2 separate regions of the Lactuca sativa genome follow, and region 1 is linked to region 2. A link is a contact called in public Hi-C data. All regions are on one chromosome and are shown on one strand. The core of a region is the stretch at or near the end of the contact, and the rest is flanking DNA. Distances in the headings are between cores, read along the strand shown. Region 1 holds the start of LOC111915616 (UDP-glycosyltransferase 89B2). Region 2 holds the start of LOC111915633 (transcription factor BIM1).

What was found. A called contact is a pair of places that touch in the nucleus more often than the background predicts.
Region 1: a contact with region 2 is called in a Hi-C map of leaf, with 6 times the contacts expected there. The contact joins the promoter of LOC111915616 here to the promoter of LOC111915633 in region 2. A contact is called at or near these places in 3 of 4 Hi-C or Micro-C datasets (leaf and seed).

Annotation. Positions count from the first base shown.
Region 1 is chr5:56,036,661-56,043,623 of Lsat_Salinas_v11, reverse strand. LOC111915616 (UDP-glycosyltransferase 89B2) reads left to right here and starts at 4,350. Exons shown (of 1, transcript XM_023911257.1): 1 at 4,350-5,717. The coding sequence starts at 4,350. The coding sequence ends at 5,717.
Region 2 is chr5:55,659,793-55,665,994 of Lsat_Salinas_v11, reverse strand. LOC111915633 (transcription factor BIM1) reads left to right here and starts at 4,749. Exons shown (of 9, transcript XM_023911271.3): 1 at 4,749-5,018; 2 at 5,394-5,676; 3 at 5,807-5,878. The coding sequence starts at 5,640.

The sequences.
Region 1 (6,963 bases), core at 3,101-5,600, 380 kb before region 2:
ATCATTTTTTTTTGTTAATATTGGTTTGACTTTGATATGTTTTCATGAAATAAGAGTTTTTATTAATAAACCATTATGTTTATTTGATTTTTTTGTTATAAGTGTTGGTGATTTTAGTGTCACAATGTCATTTTATGTAACTGGAATTAGCATGTGAGTTAAGGGCTTCTTAATTTGTTTTCTAATATGTGTATAGGTTGGTGCGGAGTACACGCATGTATAAGATCAAATTTGGTAGCCGGTTCGACGACTAGTCGGGGGTCCGGGGGGCAGCGCTCCTAGCGGGGTCCAAGGGGCAGAACCCCGGGCCGGGTTTTGTGGCAGCGCCCCAAAACCTCTCTGAATTTTACATATGGTAGCCGGTTCAACGACTAGTCGGGGGTCCGGGGGGCAGTGCCCCTTTGGCGGGGTCTAGGGGCAGCGCCCCTAGCGGGGTCCAAGGGGCAGAGCCCCGGGCCGGGTTTTGTGGCAGCGCCCCAAAACCTCTCCGAATTTTACATATGGGTAAATAGTGGGTTATACCGATTCTTGAGGGTGATTATGATAAAACTAACGAAACTCGTTAGCTTTGGTAACCCTAAATCCTCGTTAAAATCCGGATTACCTTGACTTGTTTCCAGAGGAACCCATAGCGGTCCAACCCTAATGAAACCCTAATATCGTTTATTATATAAACGACTCTTCTTTTTAGAAGAGTGGGATGATCTTAAGCTCTCATTTTTCATCATACTTTCACATAATCCTCTAACATATTAGCTTACGATTTCTGTGCCTAGAATCTTAAGTGTCCACTTGGATTATCCTAGACTGATTTTCTTGTAACCCAGACATATGGTAGAAATATCAGTTCAGAAAGTGATATCACGATCCAAGTTCATATCTAGATCTCCGCCACAAACCCTAAACTTCCCTACAATAAGTTCACTCTTTATTACACTAAAAGTTATAACTTTTGACTAGATAATCTTAAAATTTATTGAATTCTATGAATTTTATGTTGGAGGGTATTTTGTCATTGAAAATTATTTTCATTCTATTCCTTTTACATACCAAACAACATGGATGAATGATTTCGTTCCATTCCCTCAAAATAACCAAACATGTCAATGAAATGGTAATGAACCATTTCATTACCTTGTCCATTCCATTACTTATCAATTCCATTCCACCCGACCAAACACAAGTTTCATTCATATTTCCAACAATAATGTCTAAAAGTGATGAATTGATAACATATGTCGTTAGAGAAAGAAGACGTGAGGTTGTGTCTAATAGCGTGAACAAGATGAATGGGTAGGGCCATGGTTGTGTGTAAAGCATTGAAAGGCGATAAGAAAGAAAAAGGGTGTCATAAACATCCATCGCAGTGGTTGGTAGTGGTTACCGCCTTAGCGGTTATAAAAATATATACAAGGCAAATTAGTTATTTATTTTAAAAAGTTATCAAACCAAAAAAAAAAAAAATCAATAATCATATCTTTTGGAACAAAAAAAACCAAAGAAAATGACATTTCATACGGACCATTCCAGCCGTTTAGTAATGTCAATTTGAAAAATACTCATGTTAAATTGTTGTTTCTTCACTTCTTGTCCCTCTCCTTTAGCTTCTTGCCTTTAGGTTGAGTGTTTAATAAAATATGGCGGTTTCCAAAAAAAAGTAATGTCAATTTGAAAAATAACCTACTATTACATTTGACATATTATTATACAATTAAATAAGTTAGTAATTATATATGATATTTACCTTTAACGATAAATTGGTAATAAGAAAGTTTAACAGTAAACACCATGACATAAAGTACCGGTATGAAAATAAATACTATCCTGCCAACTGACAAGGACAAGTTTTCTTGCTCATGTCATGGGCTCCTAAGGTTTTACGAATTGGCTTATCAAGAAACTAGTTTATAACTCGTGAGAACCACGGTTATAAAATTAATTAAACTTTTATATTAAAAAATCAAAATTACTAATCAATTATTTTAAATAAATTATTACTTAAGAGATATTTTTTTAGTTATATAGAATTATAATTATTGATTTAAACAAATATGTGAAGTTATATCACCTTATAATCTGTATTGATTTTATTTTATTTTTTTAACTTAATGTTATTAATTTAATATAATTAAAATGAAAATTTTTAAACTTTGAAATTTAGAATGGAGAATCAATTATTAATTTAATGTAATTAGAGTGGAAAATTTAAAATTTGAAATTTGAAATTGATAATTAATAATTTGACAAGTGGCATGATATGTTACATATAGTTATTAATGAGAAATTCTAATAGCGTGACACTTGTCAATAGGAGAATAAACCTATTCATTTATTAGAATATGATTAAAAGACGTTATTGTTTGGAAGATTACGATACAAATTAATATTAAAATATCAAATATCCAAATTTGATATTTAATTATTTGTCAATGTAAAAATAATATAGAAATAATGTTGGATTGGAATGATTAGACCCTAAAATCTAAATATCGAGGTTTGAAGTTGCTTTGGGCAACAGTTGACATGATCCGAATTCCAAAAGGCCGATAAGGTCAAAACGATCGGACTTATGGACCCACAAAAGAAATTCAATGTCAACTCGTCCACTTGTTTCCTCCCTCTATTATCAATTCAAGCATTATTTATATAGGGGTAAATTATACCAACAATTCCTTGTGATAATGCGAGAAGTCATGTTTAGTTTCTATTTTTGAAAATTAATTCATCCGTCATTCGGGTTGTTTTTTCTTGCATGTTTAGTCCATCCGCACATAAAAAGACTATTTTACCTTTGTTTATTTATTTTTTGATTTGTTTATTAATTATTAATTAATAATCTATTAAAAAATTGTTTAATTAAATATAAGCACTACCACCACCATTATTATATCTCTTATCTTCTTTCTCAACTACAGCAACCACCACTTATCACCACCAAAATCCACCACCTCTCACCACCAGAAACCACCATATGTCACTCCTATTTCTCTCCCACTTCCTACCACCATTCACCTCTAGCCACCAGCCACCTACGGTGCCTCCACCTATCACCGCTAACACCTCATAAACAACCGCTAGTCGACGACAACTAGAAACAACCATCTACTACCACTTAACCAAACCAAACCAAACTTGAAACCCTAGGTGGCATTTAAAACCCTAGGCGTGGTGTTAATGAAACCTCAGATCGGAACCCAGATACAGTGAAGGCGGTGATGTTCCAACCCTGAGACGATAAAGGTTCGAAGCAACTTACCTCTGAGGAAAAATGGTACACATCATCCTCCAGATCTGTGATCTTTAACGAACTACCACCTTCTTCTCCAGATCTGACAGTCCACCGAACAACCACTTCAAGATCTGCAAGCTTCAACGAACAGGTTTTCAAGCGAACAGATAGTGACAACGAATGTGTAGATTTGAGATGGTGTAGATATGAGACAAAGAAGGGTTTCAAGAAAAGAAACAATCACAAAGATGAAGGCGACGCCGACGGAGACGAAATGGTGTAGATCTAATGAAGAGGTCACGTTCTTCGACGAGGCGGCAATCACGACAACGTGACAATTCCAAAGAAGGTGCGGCGTTTGTGAACAATGAAGCTTTTGATGGTGGTGGAGACAGAGATTCAGGTGGTTTTTTAGGGTTTTAGACAAAGATGTGAGATGGTGGTAGGTGATGGCGGCACACCGGAGATAGAGGTTTTGGTGGTGGTTCATATATACAGCGGTGGTGGTGAATATTCCCGATGATGGTATAGAGAGAGAGAGAGAGAGAGAGAGAGAGAGAGAGAGAGAGAGATTAAATTAAGAGTTTTAAAAAGGTGTGACCATATTTCTTTTTTTATTAAAAAAAAATAACGTTAAATTAATTGGAAAAGAAATAGACAAAAAATATTATGGTCATTTTATATCTATCATGGACTAGATGCGCAACAAAAATGTATGACAGACACAAAAAGTACAAGTTTTATGCAAACGAGAAACATCGGAATTAATTTTTGAAAATATCGATTAAACACGTTTTCTAACATTTACACGAGGAACAATGGGTATAATTTACATTTTATAAAGAACAAACGTGAGCACTGACGTCACTTCATCGTTCATACCAATGTAATTAGCTTCTAAATAATTAATTAACAAATGGACATATTTAGTAATTTTAAGTATTCAAACGAACCACGACAAAACATCTTAATTAACCAAGATCCCACGTTCTACCAAATACCAATCTATCCAAAAGGTGAGCAAACAGCACACGGTTTCAAGCATTAATTCCATAACGTTTTTTAAGTTATAAATATCCAACTCTCTCTATTCTTTTGACAGATCATCATACTTTTAAACATGACTCACTCAACCAACACAAAACATTTACTAGTCTACCCGTTCACTGGCTCCGGCCATATCATTCCCTTACTCGACCTCACCGATATCCTCCTCCGCCGTGGCCTAACCATCACCGTCGTCATCTCCCCCGTCAACCTCCCACTACTCGACCCTCTCCTCTCCTCCCACCCCTCTTCTCTGCACAAGCTTCTCTCCCCTGATCCTGAAATCAACCCATCATCTCCTCACCCCCTTATCGGCAAAATAGTTTCCACTCAAAAACAGTTTGATCCCATCGTTAAATGGTTCAGATCCCACCCTTCGCCGCCGGTGGCCATCATCTCTGACTTCTTTCTCGGGTGGACTAATGAACTCGCTTCCCACCTTGGCATCCAGCGCGTGGTGTTCAACCCTTCAGGTGCTTTTGCTTCTTCCATTATTCAATCGATGTGGCGTGATGTGGGTGAGAATAAGAATAACGCCAACAATGGTGTCGATAAAGATGCTAGCTCCTTGATTTCTTTCCCGGAAATCCCTAGCTCGCCGGAGTTTCAAATGTGGCAGTTGCCACCGGTCTCACGTAACTTTATAAAAGGAGATCCTGATTACGAGTCATTTAGAAAAGGAATGTTGGCTAATATGACTAGTTGGGGGGTTGTGTACAACACATTTGAAGACTTAGAAAAAACCTACATGGACCACATGAAGAAACAAATGGGTCATGATCGGGTTTGGGCCGTTGGCCCGTTACTTCCTAGAGATGGTACCGCTCGTGGTGGGCCAAGTGTGGCGCCACCTCATGAGCTACTCACGTGGTTAGACAACAAAACAGATGAGTCTGTTGTGTATATATGTTTCGGAAGCCGAACCACATTAAACGAGAAGCAAATGAGTGCATTAACGGGTGCACTTGAGCTTAGCAATGTTAATTTTATTTTGTGTGCAAAAGGAAGTGATTCAGCGTTTAAACAACGAGTGGGTGATCGAGGGTTCATAGTCGAAGGATGGGCCCCACAGTTGGCGATATTAGGACATCGGGCTGTAGCGTCATTTGTGACTCATTGTGGGTGGAATTCCACGTTGGAAGGAGTTTCAGCGGGTGTGACGCTGCTGACGTGGCCAATGGGTGCTGACCAATATGCAGATGAGAAGCTATTGGTTGACGAGTTGGGTGTTGGGAAACGAGCTTGTGAGGGTCGACCTGATAATGTGCCAGACTCGATTGAGTTGGCTCGGTTGTTGGATGAGTCGTTAAGTGGGGAGATATTGGAGCGAGTAAAAGTGAAGGAGCTAAGTCAAGCAGCTAGCAAGGCAGTCAAAGGAGGAACATCAATAAGGGATCTGGATATGTTCGTTAAGCTTATTAAGCTTATATGTGAGCTCTAAATTCTCGTAATTTAAGCGGCAAGCATGACTGAGAAGTAATTTAATAAAAAGATATATGATTATTAATCATAATTTTATATATGCGCTGCACACCCCTTATACACATAATTTTATTATAGATTAAAGAGTTAATAATAGTATAATTTAGATTATTAGTTCTACACGTGATAGTTTTTATAAAGTATTAAAAACTCAAATAGTTGTATCATATGTTAGGTTGTTTAAGGTTGAACCGCCACATGTAGGGATTCTACCGGTTCATACATACTATCAAACATATCAACATATTTGTGAACTTGTTATTTAGTTAATAGAAAGGAAAATGTCACTAGCACAATAAAGTTATGTCTTTGGCTAGATTTGGTCATTGAACAATTTTTTTGTTCAGTTAGTACTTTTAACAATTTTGCCGTTAGCTAGCCTACGTGGCAGGATGATGTGTAAGGGAAGCTGATTTGGCACTGCTCCAAACACATTACAGCAGCCTCCATTATCATGATGTGATGACCTCTAAAAACTATTTTGTTTCAGTTTTTGAAGATTAAAATAGATAACTACCTTTTGGGTTTTCTTAAATTACTATTTTGTTTCATGGCTTTCAGTGGTGGTTGTCGTCATGTTGTTCATTTATTCCACCATTGGTCTTGGCCTTGAAATTAACATATAGTTTATTCTCTTTCGGTCAACAGAAAAATGGCAAAGTCAAAGGAAGTCTCACTCGTATAATGTGGCAAAGCCTTCAAGCATCTGGAGCCATTGCCTTTGCTTATTCTTATTTCCTCATCCTCATTGAAATCCATGTAAAAATATAATATGTTTAGTGAATCAATACTTACAAATGATAAAAGGTAATCCGAGATCTAAATATATTTTCCGATGATCTTTAGGATAGGCAAAAAAGAAAACGATGAAAAAACAACATTAATAAGCGTAGCAACAACCACCCTCTTCTGCATTTACGGTGGATACATGTGAACCATTTGAGCTCCAACGAGTTGGAATATCAATCCATTTTATCCTAAACCATAACCTTTAACCAAAACAACGTAATCAATGAAGTCAGTTCATGTTAAATAATATAAATTGGCTTCCACGCATATTCTTTTTTCCTCCATAATAATCATACTAATTAATACCTCTTTCATAAATGTGGACAATCTAAACGCTGGAACGAGTTAAAATTAAGGAGTTAAGCCAAGCAGCTATCAAGGCAGCGAAAGAAGGAACATCCATGAGGGATTTGGGT
Region 2 (6,202 bases), core at 3,500-5,999:
ATGCCTCAAATGGAATCACAAATCACCACAAACACTTGGAAAACTTTGAGAGAGTGTATACACACATAGAAAATCGGCCACACACACAAAACCACACTAGTGGCTATTTCATGCAACATAAGCATGCTTATATAGTGTACATGGTTAGGGTGAAACCCTAATAACCCATGTCTTTTCCTTTCCAAGGATCCATGGGTTAAAAGCTCCATGGATCATCCATGGAATTTCATATTAGCTTATCCCATTAACAAATGAGTATTAGCCCACACTATATAAAATATAATAGCCCATAATTTAATCAGTCTTCTTTTTAATCTCTAAATTAATTCATAATTAATTTAAGACTAAAACTAATTAAATAACATGACTTCATATTAATATATTATAACTTATAATATATTAATAAATCGTAAGTATACAATTCTCATAAAATTATCCATAAATCGTTTGGGTGAAGTGCAACCCAAATGGACCATGCCGGGCCGGGTCAAGTATGTACCAAATAAGTTATGGACTTAGACACCTTATCCAACAAGAAGACCTTGAAGCCCAAGGAGCTTAGAGCAAGGAGAAATTGTGGATCCGAATTCTACTCCATCTTAGCATCACTTTGAAGGTAACAAATCGTTACCTTGGCTCTCCCTTAGCTAGATCTCTTCATGCACGGGTTTAGAACCCTTTCTAGTGTATTGTTGTAGTATTTCTGGAGTTGGGGAAAGATTTGAGGTTGTAACTTCAGATATGGACTCCTTTAGCCCCTTATTGTCACAAAGTTGTAGTCTTTGTAAAGCTGTGGCCTTCCCCTTGCCTTAAACTTCTTCTTTAGCCTAGTTTTGACTCTTAAGACCTTGCATGCACATAAAGTTTGCAACTTTATGTGGTAACTAGGCCCTAGGAGGCGAGATCTATCAATTAGATCTTTGGAGTAGCTTAAAATCATCTGGACAAGAAATGGACTGCATGAACTCGACGAGTCGGATAAGCCAAATCAACGAGTTGGGAAGGGTTTTCATGTTCTTTAGTTTCTACATGGACTCGGCGAGTTAGTAAGAGGACTCTACGAGTCAGTTAGGGTTTCACAACTTCTCGAGTTCTAGAAGGACTCGACGAGTCAATGAGCTGCACTCGACGAGTTGGGTTAACATGGATTGTTGACCTTGATCGTTAACTTTGACTATGACCAAGGCTTGACCAAGTTTGAATTATGGGGGACATTTTGGTTGATTTGGGAATTTATGGAAAAGGATTATCGGTGGGTGTATGTGTTGAACTTGGAGTTGCATTTGATGGATTTTGACTTTATCACTTCAAGCTACTTGTGAGGTGATTTGTCCTCACTATACTAACATGGTTGAAGGAACCAATGTTGTCCCTTTACAAATTTGTATTCGGGTTATTGCATGATATGCTTATTGATTTACATCGTGGTAGTTAGGATGGTAATATGCTTAGTGACCTGGTTAGGTCGGTATCCTTGTATATAGGATGATGCTATGTTAGTGACCAGTTAGGCCTGTATCCTAGTTACAGGATGTTGCTATGATTAGTGATATGTTAGATCGGTTTGACTGTTATATATGCTAGAGTATGATATTTATGTGCACATGTTTGTTTGATTGGGGGTTGGGTTGAGGCAGTCCTTCTTTATGTTGAAGGCCAACATACCTAGGGCGGTTCGGATAACCTGAAGGCCCTGCAAAGGGGTTCAGTCAATCCAAAGGCCCGAAGAGCGGTCTGGATAGGTTGTAGGCCCTGCGAGGTGGTCCAGACATGCCAAAGGCTCAGAGAGCGGTCCAGGTAGGCTGAAGGTCTACAAGGCGGTCAAGTCAGGCTGAAGACTTATTATGCATGTTGTTTGCTTATATGTTATTGATATGTTTCATGGCGTTGGTATTTTGGGGGTAACTCACTAAGCCTTCGAGCTTCCATTTATCGATTATTGTTTCAGGTACTTCTGATGATCACGGGAAGGCGAAGGCGTGATCGTACAACTCCTCATATTTCATTATTTTATGATTTGATTATGGGATACTCTAATATTATACTATTTTGAAAACAAGTTTTGTAATAATCACATGTTTTGAAATGTTTTAAAAAGTTTAAATTTGGCATGATTTTTATGGATGTTACAGGTTGAAGTTAAGCTTCCTTGCTTAAAAATGTAGGATTTTGAGGGGAAAAAATGAGATATATAAAAAGAGAGAGAGAAATTGCAAAAGTTGAAAGAATTTTGGAGCTATCAAAGTATAAAGATCAAAAGATCAAAAATTTTGAAGAATCAAAAATTGAAGATACCAAAAATCAAACAAGAAAGTGTTAAATTCAAAGAAGTTGAAAAGCAAATATCAAAGAATAGATGAATTCCAAGAGCTCCATTGTGGTATCAAAGTTGTAATTTCTTTCTAGATTACATGTATGCTTGGGAAGCTTAACCAAAAATACCTTCAGGTTAAGAAAGATTTCCGAGGATGGATTCAGAGGGTTGCAAGAAATGAGTGTCATATAAACTAAAGGGTGAATGTTCATAAGGATTGTGAGTATTGAGGGTTGGAAAGTTTTTTGGAATTATAGATACAAATACATACATTGCAGTCTTGGCATAATTGTTGGGTTTAAAATGGATTGTTTATTCAATATTGGTAAATTAAAAATCAGTTTTCTTGGGGAAAGGCGAAGGTTAAGTGTGAGGTATTTTGATATGTGTATATCTCTATATATTTTTATATATCATATCTTAATATTTTAACCTTAATTATTGCTATTTAGAACTAAAATGTATTTATAATGCTTAAATTTATATTTTACAGGTATAATTGTTACTAGAGTGGAAAGGAAGCAAGAAGACTGGAATTAGAGTTGGATTTCAAAAAGCGGAAAAGATGCTGAAGAGGCCCATTAAGCCCAGCGTAATGGTTGTACGCCCAACATACTCTGAAATTGTCGAGTACGCCTAGCGTAGTGAGTCGTACACCTAGCGTACTAGGCTAGGTGTCCGGATCCAAATCGCGGTTATTTTCTTAGTACTCTCCGCATAAAATGACTTACGCCTACCTTGCGTAAGTCGATTCCAAAACCTATAAGTTGCGATTTTCGGCCAAATTAAGGGGACAACTCGATTTTTATTGATCCTTGGTTGATAAGTAACCTTCCTTCTGCCGATTTGAGAGTCTAGAAGGCGGCCAGAAGCCGTTAAGCTGACAAGAGCGAAGATCTGAAGGATTGGGGAGCGGATTCATGCCAAAGATCATGTAGTTTGTTGTTCTTACCAAGACTAGCATTCCACTATGATTCCATTATGTGCTACTTTCTGATTTGGGTGTTAAAATGTTTTACTTTGTGTTTATGATTGAATGAATCTTTGAGTTTATGGTTTAATTGCTATTTGGATTGTTTATTTTTATTTAATTTATTTGTCAAGTTTGATTGAAAGATCAATATGTATTAAAGATTGTTACTTTATTCCTTATTGCTGAATTAATAGACTTGAGATGAGCATTTTGACTGTGTTAATTTGAATCATAGTTGTCAATGACCATTGATGATTATGACTAGAGCTGGACTAAAACCTAGGGTTAGGAAATAAAGTGATAAACTTTAATGTGTGTGCATGAGTAGATGACCATTCTATGCATGATTTAACTCCTATGACCATTAGGGTTAAATAAGATCAAATCTTGCTTAATACAAACTAAATATTGATTTGCATGATTGTTTGTTCGCTTGATCAATGAATTAATAGTTGTGTTGAAATCAAATGATTAGTAGTCATGACAATGATGCTAGTCATATTAGGAATCGATGAATAATGAATAAATATCCATTGTATCGCTAGTCATATTAGGAATCGATGAATAATGAATAAATATCCATTGTATCAAATGATTAGTAGCCATGACAATGATGCTAGTCATATTAGGAATCGATGAATAATGAATAAATATCCATTGAGATGTAATTTATCTAAATCAAAGTACTTAAAGAGATTTGTCTTCGGTCAGTTTATGGAGATTTGCAGTTTAATAGGATATTTGAGATTTAATTTAATAAAACCCTTATTGATTGCTTTTGTGTGATTTGTGTAACCTATAATCAAGAATTCGAAATTAATTCACCATCGTTCCCTTGCGCTCAACACCTGGTTCTACCACAACTATATTATTGCACGATTAGGTACACTGTCTAGTGTATTTATTAGTCTGGTTAAGATAAAATCTATTTTATAAATTTAGAACTTAAGTAATTAAAAAATATATAAAAACACACATCATGCTACATCTCATCTTTAATCTATTTCTCACTTATCTTTAATCCATTTCTCACTTGTATTATGTTATATTTAAGTGACTTGTCCTCTCGGGTAAACTTTTAATATTTCCGATACATATGTCCATGCTTTTATGAACTATATTATCATGGGATACATAGCTAAAAGTAGCAAATTATAACTCATCTTCCTTGCTTGGTCATATTCTGGTTTAGACAACATACTTTTATTTTCTTAGCTATAATGAAAATTATAACTCATCTTCCTTGCTTTCATGTTGCCCAACATTCATAATTAAAATCATACACCTCTAAGCCATCAATAATTATATTAAAAAGTAGCAAATTTCACAGTATGAATAAAATGTCGTTGCGAATACCCAGTTGACATATAAAAGAACGAGTTGACGTAGGTACAGAAAACGGGGTTATGACTCCGTCTTCATGTTATAAAAGACGAAACGGAGACCGTATGAGAACATCTCCTCATTCTCTTCATCAAAACCGCAGAGAGAGATAAATAGAGAGAGAGAGAGAGAGAGAGAGAGAGGGGGGGAGGGAGGGAGGGCCCTATCTTTCATCACAGGTTCTTTGCTTGATCTTCGTCACAATTCTTAACTATATTAACACGAAGACAACTCAAAACAGCAACAGATTCAAATATTACAATCCACTTCACCTGAGAATTGAAGTCCTGTTGTTGAATTTCTTGTAGAAGCTGAATTCCGCGGAAATATTTGACATTCAGATCAAAGGTATGCATCTGTTGATCCTTTTGGTAGTTTTCATCTCTTTCGATCTGTACTTCTGTATTTGATTCTTCGTTTTGTCCATTTTCACGGTAAGTTTTGCTTTTTCATCACTCTGTATATGATCCTGGTTTGATTAGTTACTCGACTATTTTAGACTAGTTGTCTAGTATTCTGCTTTCATTTGAATTGTTTAGTGTTAACAGTACGTCAGCTTAATTCATCAACAGATTCCAGCAATCCTGTTGTTTATGAATTTCGCTAGACTAAAGAGCTGAAAGAATTTGAATGTACTAGGAGAAATCTAAGAGATTTTCTCGGAGATTTTACTTTTTCGTTTTTGAGTTTTGATAAAGTGGTGGAATTCATTGCATCTAACAGAATTGCGTACACAATAGCGTGAATACACTTCTGAGTTTCAAGAGGAGAAGTCGCAAACACAGTGGCTTCATCTAACTGCGCTGCTTCTACTGGATCTGGCCAGCTAATTTGAATCCGTAAAGTCTGACTCTGGTTTCCCGCGATCTAAGCGAAGAACGGGATGTCAGTTATATAAAATTGCCACGACTAAATCGATCGGAATCTGAGAAGCAAAATCTCCAAATTAATCTTCCTTGAGACGCGGAGATGGAGTTTTCTCAACCCCGACCCTGTGGAGCCCAAGGTACCATCATATAACATCTCTCATACACAAACGTACAGCTCAAGTGGTTTTCTGTGGTTGCGCGTGGAGCGGCGCGTGTGTTTGTATTGAGAAAAATTAACACCAGCTTTGTGTAACGTTGATTTTGCAGGTGCTAAGCCCACGCATGACTTTCTTTCACTTTATTCACCTCCCCAGCAAGATCCTACCCCCAGCATTCCCGGTATATTTGCACCCTCTTCCATTCCAATTACTTTAATCAATCATCATCATCATAAAGATGAGTCAATTACATATGGATGTGAGTGAAACATCATATCAATTGAAATGCGATTGATATGTTTTACCTCATCGACACGATCACACAACCAAAATTTCATATTTCTGTGACTTGATTGATGTGCATACACTTTTTGATTTGCGTGCGAATCAATTATCAAGATAACATTTAATCGAATGACATGAAATCTGATTATCCAAACAAACCCACGAATTAGGTGGTACCCGTGAACCCGATACTGGGTCCGGGGACATAGACACAGTCACA